2 separate regions of the Urocitellus parryii genome follow, and region 2 is linked to region 1. Evidence: chromatin contacts called from public Hi-C data. All regions are on one chromosome and are shown on one strand. The core of a region is the stretch at or near the end of the contact, and the rest is flanking DNA. Distances in the headings are between cores, read along the strand shown.

Region 1 (3,521 bases), core at 259-2,758:
CAAACTCATATAGGAAGAAAGAGTTGTGGGAAATGCGGAGTTGTTTGGTGAGACTTTCGGTTGGTGAAGATAAAGAGTTCTGAATATTGGTTACACAACAATGTGAAAGTAGTTAATACCATTGAATTAAAAAAAAAATGGTTAAGATGGTCAATTTTCTGCTATGTATTTTTACCACAACTGAAAGAAAGATACTTTTTTAAAACAACATGTTCTAGCCAAAAAAAAAAAAAAAGCAATTTTAATACTTTTCGTTGGTTCTGCAATAGTTTCACCTCTACATGGAATTCCTTATATTAATCTTCCTCAAGAAAAAGTCTTCTTTAATCTGAGAAGTCAGATTTTTCAAAATCTTGGGAAATTCTTAGCTATTATTGTTTAAATACTGCCTCCATTTTCTTTTACTCCTCTTGGCACTTCTTTGATTTGTTGGATTTTTTTCCCCCATTCATTTATTTACATGCTGCGATGCATTCTAGTAAATTTTTTTAAACTGTAGTTTAGTAACAGCCAAATGTGCAGTTTCCAAACACCAAATGGAAGACCCCCCCCCACCCCCCGCCCCCAGTAGTCCTTAAAAGGATTAATGCTAAGTGTCAAAAAGCTCTGCCAGAAGAACAAAGCCAAGAACAGGGCGGACAAAAAGGCTCACCCCTACAGCTCAGGAGATTGACACGAAGTCAAAACAAGAACGTATCTTAGTATCGCGTGATGTCTACCCTGTGCTCAATGGATATTACCAAGAAAGGTGTCGCGAGCCTCCTAAGTCTGGCACAGAGTATTTTGTATCACACGTATGACCTTGAACAAGAAAAGTCTTTATTCTTAAGCTTCAAGTTTTTCTGTGGGTTGCTGGGAGGATCAAAGGAGATAAGACAAGCAAAGGGGCTATACCAAAGTACTACTAGGTATTTCTTCAATCATTAAATGATCAGGAGCACTATAGATTTTAATAAATGGAAGGAGGAGTATGGAGGGAAACATTCCATTAGCGGTATACTTTATGAGATTTCTGATTTTGGAAACTAAAAAAAGGAAAAATCTGCTTTTAGAATCGAGGAACCGCGTTGGTTTCCTTTTTCTATCCTGCCCCCAAACACTCTTTTCTTGAATTTGAACGCCTTCCTTCTCGCCTAGCGTTTGGTTAGACCAACCTCCTTCCTCACAGAAGTCAAAATTATCCTCCTAGATTTCTGACCCCAGTGTTTAGGGTCCGGCTGAGATCAGAACTGCTTGGCAGGGACCTACTTTCTCAGGAATAGCTAAGTTCCTATACTGCCATTGGCTGTTGCTCTTCCAGGACCCGCCCACAACGGGCTCAATCTTGATTGGGCGTCAGTTCCTTTTGTTATGCTCCCGCACTTTGTGATAGGATGGTTGGGACGGCGGGCTGCTAATGCGCAAGCGTGCAATCCTGATCCGTGATTGGCGGGCGACGGGGCTGGGTGGGGCGGGGCTCCTTTTTCAGCGCACGCTCTGTCGGCGAAGAGGGCGGAGCTGCCGGTGTCAGTTGGTCCAGGTGTCCCGGCCTGAGACATCCTCCTGATCCCACCCCCTCCCAGCGCCTCAAACGGAAGGTGAGGGCGGTCCTGGGCAGCCGAGGGCCGGGCCCAGGGATTAGGATGTCGGTCTCGGTACCGCCGATGGTCTGGAGGGCGGGGCGGGCTGGACTGGACTGGTCGCGGCCTCGGGTCTTGGCTTCGGTGGGCGGCGGAGGCCTGGCTCCCTGCAGAACCCTTGCGCATCCTCTTCTCATTTTCTCATTATCAGGCCCAGAGGCTCCTTTGGGACAGGGCCGCCGGTGGTCCCTGACTCTGACATCCTGTGCTGTCTCCCTGCACTCTTGATTCGGGCCCTTGTCCAGCTTTGCGCTCAGGAATGGAACTGTAGGAGGGCCGTTTGGGTGGGATAGGACCCGACACGCCTAGACTTGCCCATGGCTGCTCTAGGAGAACCCGGATGATGGGAGAGGACTCCAGGGTGGGAAGGGAGGCTGGTTAGCGGTGAAATAAGAGATGGGACGTCTTTCCAGGAGCTGAAAGCAGCACCTGGGTTTGTTTCTTCTTTGGCTTCTCTCCAGAGTCTACTGAACAAGTTTTGGAGAGTAAGATTTGGACAGGAGCAAGAACATACATTCCTGAAAGGCAAGACTTCTGTTTTACAATGTATCAATCTCGGGCTGTGATGTAACAATATTAAGGATTCTGGGTGTTCCCAGTACCATATCTGCCCATACCTGTGGACCCAAAACTATACCTAGAAATCTTAGTACTACTTATTGATTAAGCTTAATATAGCTAGCTGTTGTTATTCCCCGGGGGAATCTAGCTTAATTCAGTCCTCACTGAAAAGTTACTTGATCTTGTGGAATTTAAAACTGGAATTACCTAACCTGAGAAAGTCAGTCACTAGCAGAACTTGAACAGATCCGAAGAAAGCATGATGAAGTTGATGCAGCTTGAAGTGAATGAGATTTGCCTTCAGCCGCTTAGTAGGAAACTCCCAAGAAGTTGGTTGCAAAGTGTTTGGCAACCTTAGATTAAGATTATAATAAAGTTTTCTTCCATTGCACAGTGGGAAAGGGAACTGTATAGGTAGATTTGAGTTCAAATTTTTGATATAGACATTGTCAGCAGGGCATGGTAGCACGCGCCTGTAATTCCAGCGTCTTGGGAGGCTGAGGCAGGAGGATTGCGAGTTCAAAGCCAGCCTCAGCAAAAGCGACGCGATAAGCAACTCATTGAGACCCTGTCTCTAAATAAAATACAAAATAGGGCTGGGGATGTGGCTCAGTGGTTGAATGCCCCTGAGTTTAATCTCCAGTACAAAAATAAATAAATGACTTAAGATATTGTTAAACATAAGGTAGATACATTTAGTAACCACATCTGTAGATTGCAATTTCCTTCTGTAGATTTGATGAAATAATATAAAGTGTTTAGCATGTTAGTGCACAAAGATTCTGCTGAAATCTAAGCAGTTCACTAGTAAGTAGGTGACAGATGATGAAAATCAATTTTATATGCAGAAAGTTGAGTGGTTGAAGTTGAATGGAATGTTAGGTTTTCTCAAAATTTCAAATCTGAAATGTGAGCATAGTTGAGGTGGAATGGTAGAAAAAGACAGACTGGAATATTGGCTGTAGTCTAGACTCTGGATAAATGTTGTGATCTCCAGAAAGCCATTGTTGTCTTTGACCTTGGTTTCTTTATTTGTAAAATGGGGTAGCTGGACCAGATGGTTTTTCTAAAATTCTTTTTGTGACCCAAACTAGTGCTAAAAAATAAAGATAATACTAATAATTATTGAGTGCCTACTATGTACCGAAGTATATGTTTTATATGTATCAACTCATCAAATTCTCACAACAAACCAAGAGTTGCATTTATATTTGTTATTTCCATTTTACAGGTAATAAAACAGTATGAGATCTTATCCAGAGATAATAAATAGCAGAGGTAGGATTTGAATCCAGATCATTTAAAACCACATTCTTAATCTGTATGCTAAACTTTCTCTTT
Region 2 (3,521 bases), core at 396-2,895, 600 kb after region 1:
GTGACGCGGGGCAAAACTTAATAGGTCCGGGGAACCGAGACGCGTCTTCCGCGCAGCACGGACTTTCCAGAAAGGATCTGGGCTGCAGGCACTGGATCTTTCTCGGCGCCTCCGTCCTCTGGGTCTCCCCTCCCCCGCACCCGCCCAGCACCGTCCGGGGCAGCTTACCTGCGTGGGGCATGGTGATGGTCTCGTTGGTGTTGGAGCCCGCGTTGAAGATAACCACAGCGGAGGCGTTCTGCAGGAACGCGTTCCGGATCTTATCCCTGTACGTGCAGTTGCCCTTGGGGATGAGGGCTATCCAGTTCTTGCCGTGGGTCGGCGCGGCGAACTTGGTGTTGGGGTCGCAAGCCAGGCGATCGTGGGCCGAGCTGGCCATGACCACCTCCCCGCGGGCGTCCTGCTTGGGCGAGTGCTCCCCGTAGCGCCCGCACTCGGTCTTCTCCGTGTGCAGCTCGGCGCCGGCGCCACCGCCGCCCGCAGCCCCGGCCCCGGGGTCCGGCGCGGGCTCGGCGTAGGTGATGTTCACGAAGGCGGTGTACCATTCCTCCTTCTCGGCCACGGTGAAGTCCAGGCAGAGCAGATGCACGAAACAAAAGGAAAGCAGCCATGTTGAGAGAGCCAGACTGCGGCACGCTTGGATGAGAGACATTGCCATCTTTATCCGCCGGGGCCCCCTCCCCGCCCCCCGCGCCCTCCTCCCGCCCCGTCCCTCCTCCCCAGCCCGGGCCAACCCCGGGCCGGCCGCTTCTCCAGCTGCTGCTGCTACTGCTCACTCCCGGGCCCGTGGGGCCGCGGCTGGGACGCGCAGCCGCCTCGGGGACCAGATTCCGGGCGAGCGGGTGGCGCCGGCCCCTTCGCCTCTTAGCCGAAGCGCGGCGGTTGCATCTTGCTTCTCAGGAGCGCTGGGGGTGAGAAAGGAGGGGGCGCTTCGGCTTGCGGAGGAGTCCAGCTGCCAAGCGTCCTGCTCCTTCGGCCGGCTTCTTCTCTCATGGGGTGGCAGGGGGCCCAGGAGCGTGCGGGGTGGCAGCTCTGCCCGCTCCGGCCCCGGCGGGGGCGGGCGCGGCCGCTCGCAGGCGGAGTGTCCCAGCCGCCGCAGCCGAGCGCCGGGGTGAGCGGGTCCGGCCGCAGCCCTGGCGGCCGCCCCCACTGCGCGCCGGTTCGCTGGGGCAGCTGGCGTGCGCTCCTGGCCTGGCTGATGGCTGTGCCGAGACACACACTTGCCGCGGGAGGGGTCGGCTCAGGGAGAATGGGAGCGAGTGGGAAGAGTGGAGTTACGCGGTCCGTGTGTGTGTGTGTATGAGTGTCTGTATATGTTTGTGTGTGTGTATAATGTGTGCGTGCAAGGAGGAGCTTAGTGTGATGTCAAAGCTTCTGGGCTTCACTTGCCACGCTCCCTCAGTCTCTCTCCATGGACAGCAGCGACCCCTGCCGGGTCTCACATTCACCATCAGTTTGCGACATGATCCCGGTGGGGGCAAAAGGGGAAGCGACCCCTTGACCTATAAGTACAGAAACAACTTCCTACGCCTTAAATATAGCAAAATGTGCCTCTTGTAAACAACCTTTTCATTTGCTGGAAGAACTACGGTGAGCTCCCTAAGTACCCGACCCGGGACCAAAGTCTAAATCTTGTTAGTCTAAGGTCTTTTAACACTGCTCCTGAAATATCTAGAACATTGTCTATTAAACTTTAGTTTTAAAACAGACTAATGGGCCTTGTGAAGTTTCTGGTCTAGTAGGCCTGGGTTGGGCCCCAGAACACACATTTCTAAGGAGTTCCCAGATGATCTAATGCTGCTGGTCTAGGGACCACTATGTTGGGGTGGGTATAGGAATAGGCAGGCTTCTTTTCTCCCATCTGGAAACAAACACGTGACATTTTTCCCTCCTTATAAAATGGACATTGTCTAACTCTGTGGAGGAAAAGAGACTGGATGAGCCATTTCTCTCTGTATTTATTTTGGTTGTCATGACTGGCATCAGAGCACTCACAACATCAATAAGCAAGGGAGATTTGTTTGGGTTACTGTTTAGCAAGTGCTCTCCAGTTGAGCATGTAGATTACAACTACTCAGCAGAGAATACGGTTTCCCTAGAGTAATCTTAAAACTGTGGCACAGCATAATTACTTACCAATTAAGTGCTTGGTTGTTATCCTTTCTCACCTATGGTTTCCTTGGTTTGAGAAACCGAAAATATAAAGTGTTGAAAAATATTTGTGTGGTGGTTCTCAATCACTCACAGGTATTTCCCCGCTATCACTCATAGAACCAGGATCCAATTCATATCAAAAAGCAAAAAGTCCACCATTTCCCCAGGACCTGAATACACGTACAGCTCTCTGTTAATGAATGTCCACCAGCAAAACTTCTCTTTTTTTGGGCAGCAGTACCAACAGCTGGTGGCTGTTAGGGGAGAGCAGAGAGCCCCAGCTATACCCAAATTAGAAGCAGGCACAAGAACTACTTAGAAGAATCTGTCTCTCTGGTATTTGATGTGCTGGATTTGTATGTGTTCCTAGCTTATTCCTTTTAGAAAATAGGCTTCTAGGCAATTGGGACAGTGCTTTTTATAGTGCCTAATGCCCAAGGAGGCAAAGTGGAGATGCCTGGCTGCTGGTTTCTGAACCACCAGAGATCTGAGGGAGGAGTACATTGGCTCCAAACCCCCAGGTAGATTCTGCAAAAATGCAAACCACGGTGATTCCCCAGACCTATCTTTTAGCAGTTTTCCTCTAGCCACAAAGCTTGGAGAATCTGTGTCATGAAGAATGTATGACTCTCCTTCTGTGCCCTTTCCCTTAGAGAAGTTAGGGACTGAAGACAGGCAGTCAGGAAGGCTGCAGCATAAGAACTCTCATAAGGAAAATGGGAGCCAGCTTCTTACTGTTGGAGAAGGAATTTGTAAATATTAAAAAAAAAACATTATAAGGAACTCTGAGATATGGGATTGGATTAAAAATGAGCATGGAATTACTTTTTTTAAAAAAAATATATGGGTCAGGTTGTGTTGTGGCTCAGTGGTAGAGCACTTGCCTGGCATGTGTGAGGCACTAGGTTTGATTCTCAGGACCACATATAAATAAATAAAATAGAGTCCATTGACAACTAAAAAAATTTTAAATACACACACACACACACACACACACACACACACACACCAAATCTCTCTCCATTCAGACTCTCGAAGCAATGATCAGAAATCTTGCTTCCTAAATACTCACCTTCAAAATGAAAGGTCTATCCTCTCTAAAACTCTTATAAAAGAGAAAGAAGAAAGAAGAACTAACTGATCCAAGATGAAGACACAAGACTTGACGATTAAATGCAACAAATGTTCCTGGATCCTCTTCTGCACTGGAAATGAAAACTAAACACTTGGCAAAAAAATGAATAAAGGCTGTAGATTGGGTAGTGTATTTCACCTGGGGTTATTTCCTGATTTGAATATTTACCATGAAGTTTTGTGGAGAAGGTCCTTGTAGGGATATGCCCACTGAAGTATTTAGTTGTTACGAG

Evidence for each region. Hi-C and Micro-C count contacts between places; a contact is called where the count stands out from the background.
Region 2: a Hi-C map of muscle shows a contact between it and region 1, with 4 times the contacts expected there. The contact joins the promoter of Rnf150 here to the promoter of Scoc in region 1. A contact is called at or near these places in 2 of 2 Hi-C or Micro-C datasets (liver and muscle).

The regions. Positions count from the first base shown.
Region 1 is chr10:16,496,707-16,500,227 of mUroPar1.hap1, forward strand. It overlaps Scoc (short coiled-coil protein), which reads left to right and starts at 1,509. Exons shown (of 5, transcript XM_077803332.1): 1 at 1,509-1,577.
Region 2 is chr10:17,096,552-17,100,072 of mUroPar1.hap1, forward strand. It overlaps Rnf150 (ring finger protein 150), which reads right to left and starts at 1,646. Exons shown (of 7, transcript XM_026386172.2): 1 at 169-1,646. The coding sequence starts at 658.